Linked DNA regions of Callithrix jacchus: region 2 is linked to region 1. Evidence: chromatin contacts called from public Hi-C data. All regions are on one chromosome and are shown on one strand. The core of a region is the stretch at or near the end of the contact, and the rest is flanking DNA. Distances in the headings are between cores, read along the strand shown.

Region 1 (5,736 bases), core at 164-2,663:
GAGTTTGAGCTCCATCCTGGGATCAGCAGAGAGCCCTTGAAGGAAGGGTTTAGAGCAGGGGAGTGAAAGTGTAAAACTGTGCTTTCAAATTCTCGCTCTGGCTGCTGTGCAGAGCCGAGACTGGGAGAGAAACTGAGGGATTCAAGAAAGGCTTAGGTAGGAAATTGACTGGACAGGGAGACGATGTGGTTGGGGCTGGAAGTTAAGAGAGAGCAAAAGCTGTCCAGGATGACTCCCCAGTTTTTGGTTTCGGCACCCGGGGGGAACAGAAGGAGCCTCTGTGGAGATGAAGAGGAGTAGGTCAAGGGTGGGCAGGGAGGGAGAACGATGAGTTCAAGTTGAACAGGACGAGTCTAAAAGGCCATGGGGCATCCAGGTGGAGCTATCTGGGCTGGAGAGACAAACGTGGAAGCCAGCAGCAAGGAGTTGGATGCTATTTAAAACCACAGAACAACACAGAAGGCTTTACAAATGCCATGGCCACATGGCAGAAGAGGTCAGTCCCAGGGAAGCCTGGCAAGATGGTGGCCAGAGGGCTGGGGCAGGGCCAAGCTGCTGTGGTGTCTCCCCTCCTGCTTCCCTGGAAGAGGGCAGGATTGGACAATGTGCAGCCCAGCCTTCTCTGAGATGCTGTCCCAGGCCTGCAGTCCAATCAGAGGCCTGTTCTCTAGGTCCCCCCAGCATGGGAGACTGCTGGTTCTGCTCCCCTGACCTTCTCCCAGCCCTGGGTCCCTCCTGTGGGGCAGGTCATTTGTAGTCTGCAGAAAGCCTTGGCCACAATGGTACCAGGCAGGCTCTCACCATGTCTGAAAGAAGAGAGAAGGCCCACAAGTGGGACTCAGTACAGCAGAAGAGAACAGACAGCCACCTGGATGTGGGGATGGGCATTCACCAGTGTCTGCCATTCTATCCCCTGTGTCCTAGCCACTCACACCATGGAGTCACTCTGGGCTTAAATGCCAGAAGAGGGCTCTGCAGTCATTCTTTAGCATTTCATGTATTCCATACATTTTTGTTGAATGTTTTGTATAGATCAGACCCCAGGGACACATTCTTGAACAGACACAGTTCCTGCCTTCATGGAGCAGGCAGTTTGGTGTGCAGACAGACACCCCCCACGAGCCCACAAACATGGGTTGAGTTAGAAGTGCAGAATGTGCCGGAACAGAGGGGAGCCTGTGCCATCAGCACCCGTAACAACAGGGCTGGCCTGATTTTGGGGTCCCTGAAGTATCCCCAAAAAAGGGTTCATTAAGCTGGGCTCCAAAGGAAGAGTTGAAGGGCACAGTGAAGGGGGCTGAGCAGGTAGACTGGCAGGAGAAGGCTCCAGGCAGAGGGAACAGAATGGGCAAAGGTGCCTCAGGGTGGGGAGCTTGGTGCATTTAAGGAACTAAGAACAGCCTGGCTGGAGCCAGAGGCAAGGCAGAGGAGAGAGAGGGTACAGAGTGAGGCTGGAGGGGCCCACAGGGTCTCATGCTCTCCATCCTGTTTCCATCTAGCTCACACTGGGACTGCAGGAGGGATGAAGCATGAAGGCTCTGGACTGCAGAGCCAGAAGGTTGAAGGCTGCAGAAACCTTCAGCCTTCCCTGTTCTTGGGGATGCTTGCCCCTTTTGAAAGCGGAACCCCTTTGACTTGAGATCCAGCTCTGTGCCAACAGCCACTTTTGGAAGACATCAGAATGAATGAGGGCCAGTGCTCTTGGCCAAGGCACTCAGAGCGGCCCTTCTGCTTCTCCAATCTTGCATGCAAGCGTTGACCCAGCAAGCAGAAGCTGCTGAACTAAGACATCACGTTAGAACTTTTGCATATGTATGTATATATTTTCTTTTTTTTATGGCAAGAAAATAGCAATGAACATTTCTGGTGAGTCACAGCTTTCTTTCTTTGGCTAGGGGAGCTGGATATGAGGTTCTAGGAGACTGCAGCTAGAGGAGCCAGGCCTTGCCAAGCTGGTGAGTTGGGAAAATGAAATTAGCAGTGAGCCAGTTTCTCCAGCTTCTCGGCTGAGGGCCGGAAAATTCCGCTTAGCAAACAGAACGCACTTCCAAGCTTGCAGAGCTTCATGTTGCAGATGAAAGCTCCTGCCCTGGGACCAGGGTCCCTTTGGGAGGAAGGCAAGCTCCTGCTCGGGCTTCCTGCTCCCTTCCAGGACCTTCTCAGGCCTCACATTGGGCTTGCCTCTGAGAAATGCTATTTCAATTAGTTCTTCAGCCAGAAAGGTGCTTTTTTTTTTTCCTTTTTTTTTATTTACCAAATGAGATTTGTTTTGTATTCACACCTTTTTATTTTTATTTTTTTTATTGCATTTTAGGTTTGGGGGTACATGTGCAGAACATGCAAGATAGTTGCATAGGTACACACATGGCAGTGTGTTTTGCTGCCTTCCTCCCCTTCACCCACAATTGGCATTTCTCCCCAGGCTATCCCTCCCCAGCTCCCTACCCCCACTGTCCCTCCCCTATTCCCCCCAATAGACCCCAGTGTGTAGTACCCCCTTCCCTGTGTCCATGTACTCTCATTCAGAAAGTTGCTTTTAACCTCCTGCTATCTAAGCCGCCCCAAGCAGGATTCGGGATTCATTGCACTTGCTTGTAGCATGAATCATTAATTCAGTAAATAGTAACCGTGTGCCTGTTCTGCGCCAGGCAATGGTAAGCAAAATGAGCCACACTTCTCAATTCCTGGAGCTTACAGACTAGTGGGGGTCTCAGATAACAATCAGATAATCACAAAAATCCATAGAAAATAGCAGCAGGAAGAAGGGCTCTGAACGAGAAATGCATGGAGCCTGGAGAGCCTTTAACAGGATCTGTCCCAGGCCTTGCTCCTGGCTCCTGGTGGGTTTTTGGAGATCTTCGGTGTCCTTGTTGTAGACACAGCACCCTGGTCTCTGCCTTCACCTTTCCAAGGCATTCTCCCTGTGTGTCGGTCTCTATGCCCAAAGTTTCTTTTTTGTAAAGATATTAGGGCCCACCCCAATGACCTCATTTTTACCTGATTACCTCTAGAAAGACCCTGTTCCCAAATAAGGTCACATTTTGAGGTACTGGGGTTTAGGACTTCAGCATAGGAATTCTGAGGGGACACAATTCCACCCTGATATGGTTTGGTTGTGTCCCCACCCAAATCTCATCTTGAACTGTAATATAATCCCTACATGTGATGGGTGGGACCAGGTGCAGATAATTGAATCATGGAGGTGGTTTCCCCCATGCTGTTCTCGTGATAGTGAGTGAGTTCTCACAAGATCTGATGGTTTTATACGGGGCTTACCCCTTCACTGGGCACTCTTTCTCTCTTCTGCTGTCCTGTGAAGAGGTGCCTTCCACCAAGATTTTAAGTTTCCTGAGGCTTCCCCAGCCATGCCAAACTGTGAGTCCATTAAACCACTTTTCTTTATAAATTACTTTATAAATATTTACTTTATTATCTCCCCCCCACCCCCCACCAGGAGTCCCCTGAGGAGTGCGAGGCTGCCGTGCTCGGAGCTAGAGTGCAGTCCAGGGCCTGGCTCCAGCACTATTTGGCAACCCTGAGACAGAGTCATCCCAAAGGGGACTAATTCCATTCATTGAGTCCCCCGGCCAAAGCGGGCTCTGCTTATCAGTGTTGAGGGGCTATCAAGTCATGAGGCTTGGGTTCAAATGCCACTTCTGTCCCTCACCAACAAACTGAACTTGGAAAGTTACTATAGTTAAACCTTCTCTTTCCTTATTTGTGAAATGAGGTGACAACCACCTCATAGTGGTGCTTTGAGGACTAAATGACACAACCCATACAATTCTCTGAGTGCCAAACCCTGCACATAATAGTAACTTTTATTGTCAATACCATTATTACCACTAGCACCTCACTAAGTTATTGGGAAGATCTAAGGACTGCTGTACATAGACAAACAGCCTATGGTAAGTGTTCTAAAAATATTGGTTTTCCTTCTCCATTACTACCTGGTCCTTCTTCAAACTCTTATGTGAACTTCAAGGCCCAGTGCAAATATCCCTGTGATTTCCCCTCCAACCCAAGGCAGAATGATTCACGGGCTCACTGCTTCCTTTGGGATCCCATTCCTCACACTGCAGCATGAGGGTCCACGTTGATGTCTGTTATCCAGCAGTACCTCTGAGCTCTACTTAGACTTTCTGGATGGATTCTTGGTATCAGAGCAAAAATCCCTGCCTCACTAGGCAATTTCCTGTTGCTTTTTTCCACAGCAGTTCAAATAGCAGCAACCAAAACTTAACCCTCTGCATGGAGCATTTTTATCAAGCACAGCCCCTGGAAAGTGAGGGGTATCAAAGCTGAGAAAGCCAGAATAGAAGGGACTCTGTCACCCCAAATACAGAGCACAGGTCAGCCTCATCTCTTTCCTTGCAAGCCCCTTTGTCTTGGTTTACCTGCCTGCAGAATGGGTGCACCACGTGGTATGTGCAGCACTAGGCAGAGGAAAAGGCCCTGAGCCATGGCTTCCCAATTGTTTGGTGCCTGTGCTGTGCAGGTCGTTTAATCTTTCAGGCACCCCTCACACCCACCACTGTGAACCAAGTGCTCTACTGGATATCTGATAGGCATCACCTCATTGACCCTTCATGGGAAATGTTGTCTACTAGGAACGGGCTATCTTTATCTTTCTAGGTGAAGATACTGAGGTTTCAAGAAATTAAGTAATTTGCCCAGAAGGACACGGCTAGCACACGTAAGTGGCAGAGCTAGGAATCCAATCTGGGTTTACCTGACTCCAAAATGCAAAACCGGGTCAGTTCTTTCACCAGTCAGCTGTGGGTCTGAAGTTAGGGCTCACCCTGCCTTGCTTTCAGGTCCTTTACCTAACGGTTGGGGATGACAACACCTTCCTTGACTCTCCCAACTCTCACCAGGATTCTTGGGAGGATTTAAACAGCTAAAGGCTAGGGAAGGAATTTTCAAAGTGTAAGGTCCTATATAACCTTCAAAGATTATTATTATCCTATTTACCTAAAGGAATAGAGTCAAAACTAAACCCCTACATATTACTGTTTGTGAAAACCTCATTTCTTACATCTATTTTTCATTTTTAGTATAAAAATTAAATGATAGAAAAAATACATGTATATCAAGCATATGCATGCATAAAGAAATCACGTCCTAGTTAATGCTTTGGAAGTTGCTGATTAGAGTCTCTGAGGATTCCAGGGACTTTCGTGTGGAACCTGGGAAAGAGCCAGATGGAAAAAATTGGAAGGAGAAAAAGGAGCTATCTATAGCCATTGCAAAATCCACTCTTCAGGCTGAGCCTCCTGTCTTAAAATCCCTTCCCCTGATTAAAAAAAAAGGAAGTGGAGGATGAAGAAGGTAGAGATGAAGGATTCTCACTTTGCAGGAGGAACTGGAAGGGGACTTAGAGTGATTTGATGCTGGCTTTAGGATTTTTGCCATTCCTGCATACCACCACACTTAATATCTCCCTGTTGATGTCTTTTTTTTTTTTTTAACTTAAATGTATTTACAAAGAACTTCACTACTTTTAGCTTTAAAAAAAAAAAGCATCATTTGCCATAAATAGAAGTTAATAAAAAAATAAATTCAGTGAAAACAAAACAGTTTTTCAGTCTTGAGGTCTGTTCTCTATTTGTTAAAAAGGAGATTAGAGGGTATTAACAACACACTAGTACCAAACTGAGACTTTCTCCTCCAGGCTACCAGAAACCTTAAAAGAGAATTGAAAAGGTAATTCAATATCTATGGTTCCTGTGTTAT
Region 2 (6,353 bases), core at 3,048-5,547, 180 kb after region 1:
TGGAGGAATGGTAGCCATGTTAGCAGAGTAAGGGAGGCCTGATGAGTCTTCTCTGACTTAGATACTTAGATTCTTTTTGTAAAAACGGTACATATACATTCTTCACTGGGTTCCCAGAGGCAGTATGGAAGCATAATAGTTAAGAGTACAGGTTCCGGATTCAGTTCGCCTGGGTGCTCAGCTTGGCTTTGCCACTTCTTATCAGCAGAGTGAATTTGGGCAGGTTAACTCACCATCCTGCCTCAGTTTCCCCATATGTAAAACAGGAAACATAATAATACCTACCAAATAGAATTATTGTGAGAATAACATGTGTAAAGCACTAAGCGTTGTGCCTAGCACACAGTACACATCCCTGAAGTATTAGTGATTATTATTATCATCCCCTATTATAGTTCCATCAGGATATACCGCCCCTGCCACCTTTAGTGTTTTGTTTTTTGTGGGGGTTTTGCTGTTGTTGTTGTCTGTTTGTTTGTTTGTTTTGAGACAGGGTCTTGCTCTGCCACCCAGGCTAGGGTGCAGTGATGCAATCACACCTCACTGTGGTCTCAACCTCTCAGGTTCAAGCAATCCTCCTACCTCAGCCTCCCAAGCAGCTGGGACTACAAGGTGCACCACCGCACCCAGCTAATTTCTTTATTTTTTGTAGAAACAGGGTCTCTCTGTGTTGCCCAGGCTGGTCTTGAACTCCTGGGCTCAAGCAAATCCCTGCTACCTTTCAATGTCCTTCCAAAAAGATCATTATGATTGAGTTACAGGTTAACAGACACAGAACACATAACTGGAATCCAACCCCTGTTCCTCAAGTTAGAAATAGCTATGTCCTAAAGACAAAGCTATGCAGGCCAGTGTCCTCCTCCACCTTGCTATTTTCCTGCTTGGGCAAAAACTAAAGACACTTGTAGGGAGGAATAATACACACGGTACTTAATAGCAGGAGCTTGAAGTCAGGCAAATTTGGATTAAAGTCTGACTTCCCACCTATTAACTACACGAGCATAAACGAATCACATAATATTATAGGCTGAATCGTGTGTCTCCAAAATGCGTATGTTGAAATCCTAATACCTAGTACCTCAGAATGTGACTAAATTTGGAGACAGGGTCTTTAACAAGATAATTAAGGTAAAATAAGGTCATTAAGGTGGACCTTAATTCCAACATGACTTGTGTCCTTAAAAAAAGAGAAAATTGCTCTTCTTTTCTCTGTGGCTCACGCCTGTAATCTCAGCGCTTTGGGAGGCCAAAGTGGGAGGATCATGAGGTCAAGAGATCGAGACCACCCTGGCCAACATGATGAAACCCCATCTCTACTAAGAATAGAAAAATTAGCTGGACATGGTGGCATGGCCTGTAGTCCCAGCTACTCGGGAGGCTGAGACATGAGAATCACTTGAACCCGGGAGGTAGAGGTTGCAGTGAGTCAAGATCTTGTGCCATGATCTCGGCTCACTGCACTCCAGCCTGGCGACAGAGGGAGACTTTGTCTCAAAAAAAAAAAAAAAAAGAGAGAGAGAGAGAAAATTAGGGCCAGGGGTGGTGGCTCACGCATGTAATCCCAGTACTTTGGGAGACGGAGGCAGGTGGATCACTTGAGGTCAGGAGTTCAAGACCAACTTGGCCAACATGGAGAAACCTGTCTTTACTAAAAATACAAAAATTATCCTGGCATTGTGATGAGTGCCTAATCCCAGCTATTCGGGAGTCTGAGGCACAAGAATTGCTAGAACCCAGAAGGTAGAGGGTGCAGTGAGTAAGGATTGTGCCACTACACTCCAGCCTGGGCAACAGAGTGAGACTCCATCTCAAAAAAAAAAAAGAGAGAGAGAGAGAAAAAATTAGGACATAGATGTGCATAGAAGGAAGGCCATGTGAAGACCAAGGAATAAGAAGGTCACCTACACACCAAGGAGAGAAGCCTCAGAAGACACCAACCCTTCTGACACCTTCATCTTTGAATTTTAGCATCCAGAATTGTAAGAAAATTAATGTCTGTTGCTTAAGCCACCTAGTCAATAGTACTTACAATTATGGCAGCCTTCGCATACTAATAAACTTGACCTCAGTTTTCTGAAAGATAAAATAGGAATAGACACACCTCATGAGATAATTGTATTAAATTGTGGAGAAATGAATCTACCACAGTGCTTGGCACATACTATGTGCTCAAGAAATGTAGGTTAGTATGATTCTTGTTTTATTATTATTATTAAAGCATAATTACTCTGGTCTTTCCGTAACAGAAGGAAAAAGAGAAGCTAGCTGACTAATTCAACTACAATTATCCATGACTTTATAATTAATCATCATGTCTTTAGTCTTGCCCTCTTCAAAACACTCTACACAATGTCACCAGAACATTCTTCCTAGTATAAAAATCTGGCTGTGATAGCTAGATGGCCAAACAATTCCACCCCTCCGTGTACGCACATGGCCCTCCTTCCACTAGAAATGGATCCTATGCCCTCTCCCCATAAATCTAAGCTATGCCTGTGACCCTTTGACCAACACAATGCAGAAGAAATGATGTCCTGGGACTTCCAGTTCCAGGCACTAAGGAGGCCTAGCAGCTTGAGCCACCAAGAACAGGATACTCTGCTGGAAAGAGTAGCCACGGGGAAAGACCTAGAAGGATTCAAAGAAATAGGAGCCACATGAAGAAACACCAAGGCTGGGTGGGGTGGCTCACACCTGTAATCTCAGCACTTTGGGAGGCCAAGGTGGGCAGATGACTTGAGGCCAAGAGTTAGAGACCATCCTGGCCAACATGGTGAAACTAAAATAGAAAAATTAGCTGGGACCTGTAATCCCAGCTACTCAGGGGGCTGAGGTGGGAGAATCACTTGAACCAGGGGGGTAGAGGTTGCAGTGAACCAAGATTGTGCCACTGCATTCCAGCCTTGGCAACAGAGTGAGACTCCATCTCAAAAAGAAAAAAGAAACATCAAGATAGTAAACATTCAGCCCAACGTGCATCCCCAGCCACCATGTTACTGCCACGGCAATAGCCAGACCAGCGGAAGAACAACCCAGCTGAGCCCCAGCCAACCCGCAGAATCGTGAGCTATCATAAAACGCTGCTGGATAGGCAAGGACATTTTTGGTGGTTTATTATACAGCTAAAAATAACTGAAACACTGGTCATGTCACTCACTGCTCTATTTAAAACCCTCGGTTTAGCCAGAAGAGTTGGCTCATGCCTATAATCCCAGCACTTTGGGAGGCCAAGGCAGGAGAATTACCTGAGCTCAGGAGTTTGAGACCAGCCTGGTCAACATAGTGAAACCCCATCTCTACTAAAAATACAAAAATTAGCTGGGCGTGGTGGCACACACCTGCAATCCCTGCTACTCAGGAGGCTGAGGCAGGAGATTGAAACTGGGAGGCAGAGGTTGCAGTGAGCCAACATCACGCCACAGCACCCTAGCCTGGGTGACAGAGTGAGACTCTGTCTCATAAAGAAACAAACAAACAAACACCCTTGGCTCCTCATAGCCAAATTTCTTAGAACTCACAAGGAACCTTCACAAGCTATGTGACTTCAACATGTTACTTCATCTCTCTATGCAACATCTTTCCCATATGCAAACTGAGGTAATAATAGCACCCTCCTCAAAGGACTGCTATGAAAATTAAAAGACAATATATGAGAGACACTTGGAACTAAGTGCTCAATATGTGTTAGCCACCATCAGCACCACCACCACCATCATCATCATTGTCATCACTACCACTATCCCCACCACCACCATACAGCCACCATCACCACCTCCACCATCATCATCACCAGCACCATCATCATCATTGTCATCACTATCACCATCCCCACCATCACCACTACCACCACCACCATTACCACCACCATCATCATCACCCCCACCACCATCATTGTCATCACCACCACTACTACCATCATCACTTCCACTACTATCATCACCACCACTATCACCACCATCATCACCTTGCTCTGCCTGACTCTATAGCCTCTTCCTTAACATCTCCTCATGTGCACTCTGGAGAACAATCATATTAAAATATTTTTCCCCAAAACATCACACTTCACAACTCTTTACCTTTGTACTTCCCATTTCTTCTGCCTGGAATGTCCTTTACCCATCTTGCCTGCCTGAGAAATTGCCATGTGTCTTTCTATGAAGCTCTCTCACATCTCCCCAGACGGTGAGGCATCCACCCCTGTGCTCCTTTGAGCACCTCGCTCTTGTCTGTAGAGAGGCTTCCCATCTTTGCCACCTGTATGGGTGGGCCTTGTCTCCTCAGCTAGACTCTGAATTGTTTAAGGACAGAGCCAGGGCTTGATTTATTAGCCAGCAAAGCATGGCATATACCAAGCTCTCAAGACATGTTCCAGGAATGGAAGGAGAAAGGAGTCTGCTTTAAGAGTAGTGGTTCTCAACAGGAGGGAGAGAGGGGAGAAATTTTGACCCCTAGGAGATAACTGGTGACATTTGAAGACATTTTTTGTTATCATGCAACAGAGGGGAGATGGAAGTGTTACTGGAAACTAGTGGGTAGTGGGTAGTGAACAAATGTCTGATGCTCAACATCAGACAATGCACGGGACCGCTGCCACGACAAGGAATGGTCCAACCCTAAATAGTCCAACCCTAAGCCAGGCTGTGCTGAGGTTGAGAAGTCTTGTTTTAGAGGATCATCACATGCTGGGGAGGGGAAAAAACAGACAGTTGGATGAACGCACAAGCTTAGCAGCCTGGCTGCCCACTCCCACCCCTCCCAGCTCAGCACCTCTAGGAACAGAGGCTACCAGGAAGGTATGGAAGGTAAATACGGGCTTAAATCTGGTTACCTTCCTTCCTCTCAATGTGATCCTCATCTTCCCTTGGTGAAGTTCCATTTTTTACTTCCTACAGTCTCTTCTGGCCCTGACTTTCTAGAATTCTGCATTTGTAGGTTGGTTCCTATTGTTTCATTCATGGCTAAAAGATGTCAATGCTGCATAGACTCTTTCACATGCCAAGAGAGGAGACATCCCAGGTAGCCTAGCATGAGTCACTGAGCCCTTGCATTACATCCGGGATGGCAGAAGTTAAGTGACCGCACATGCCTGAGATGCATTGTCCCTGCCTGCCCAGATAGGTGGCTTTGGGGTTCAGAAGAAACAGGAGGCAGGGAAGGTGGTCCTTGAAGGCTCCATGGCTAACTTAGCTTTAATCTCTAGAGGCCTCTGTGTCAGTCAAAGCATGCAGCAGGGAAGCAGGGAGACATCTGTAAAATGCGCTCTTTTGTACCACGTAAGAGCAGAAAGAAATCTCACTCTACAGACCTTGGCTTCTGTGAGGGATGGGTCCTGTAGAATTACAGTGAGCACAGTTGATGCCTGTGACTGCTGTGGGAGCCTGTGTTTGCTGAGGGGGCTGTGTTTGTTGTTTTTAACTGGCTTCAAGAAGAGGTAGAAGATTGAGTAGTAGTAAAAAGCTTCATCTTTGGCACCAGACAGGAATGAGCGTGGGACCCGCTTCTGTCATTACCTGTGTGACCCGGGATAAATGACTTAATCTTGTGTAAGCCTCGACAATGAGAGAGGAACAGTAATAGTACCTACTTCACAGGGCTGACCTGTGGATTAATTGAGATCATGAAATCACAGGTTTTGCATACTGCCTGGCATAATTGCAAATAAACGGCAGTTATTACTCTGAAAGGAGGTTGTGGGGTGAGTGATAGGCTAGGAGTATGATGAATCATCCTGAAATTCTCACCTAAACTCCTCTATCCAGGTAGGGTGCTAGTGAGTCATCTTGCTGAGAGCTAACATTTTTATTGTGCTTATCATGTGCTTACAACCATCCTCAGCACTTTATGTGCGTTTACTCAGTCACCTCAGGGACCCAATGAGATAAGTATTACTTTTCCCATATTATAGATAGGAAAACTCGTCGCACAAGCTCACTAATTGCCCAAGGCACGCTGCTGGATTAGAGTAGGCCAAGGGTTTGGGTGAAGGCGGTTTGACTCCAGGGGCCCTGGCCTTAGGAGTGCACACACTGCTTCTGAATGCAACTAGAGAAGAATGAGAAACGGGAGGGTGCGTCGCTGGGTATCCCCCTCACTCCTCCCCAGCCTGCCTACACCCTTGCCCTGCTCCCAAACACTCGCTCCACTATCGTGGAGCTTTGCAACAGCCAGGCAGGGAAGCGCTTCACTCTGCCCAGCTGCGCTCAGGCGTGAGATAGTGTCTGCAAGGAAGGGGCCCCGGTGGGCGTGGGAAGCTAGGCCAGGATGCCGCAGGGAGGTAAGAAGCAAATGGGATTCGTCACTGGATAAACTGGGACTCCGCCCCAGCACCACCTGGTGCCTGTGGGTGGCTCTGA

The links. A called contact is a pair of places that touch in the nucleus more often than the background predicts.
Region 2: a contact with region 1 is called in a Hi-C map of skeletal muscle, with 5 times the contacts expected there. The contact joins two enhancer-like sites. A contact is called at or near these places in 2 of 3 Hi-C or Micro-C datasets (induced pluripotent stem cells and skeletal muscle).

What each region holds. Positions count from the first base shown.
Region 1 is chr15:66,318,293-66,324,028 of calJac240_pri, forward strand. The region is part of intron 2 of SRGAP3 (SLIT-ROBO Rho GTPase activating protein 3); the gene reads right to left. Among named protein-coding and RNA genes, the nearest start is that of SRGAP3, 130 kb to the right of the region's middle. Within about 2 kb of position 1,414, at least 6 of the 16 cell types and tissues checked have an H3K27ac peak or open chromatin away from gene starts, as enhancers often do. A contact at or near this core is called in skeletal muscle, where this site is marked.
Region 2 is chr15:66,495,789-66,502,141 of calJac240_pri, forward strand. No RefSeq gene overlaps it. Among named protein-coding and RNA genes, the nearest start is that of SRGAP3, 43 kb to the left of the region's middle. Within about 2 kb of position 4,298, at least 4 of the 16 cell types and tissues checked have an H3K27ac peak or open chromatin away from gene starts, as enhancers often do. A contact at or near this core is called in skeletal muscle, where this site is marked.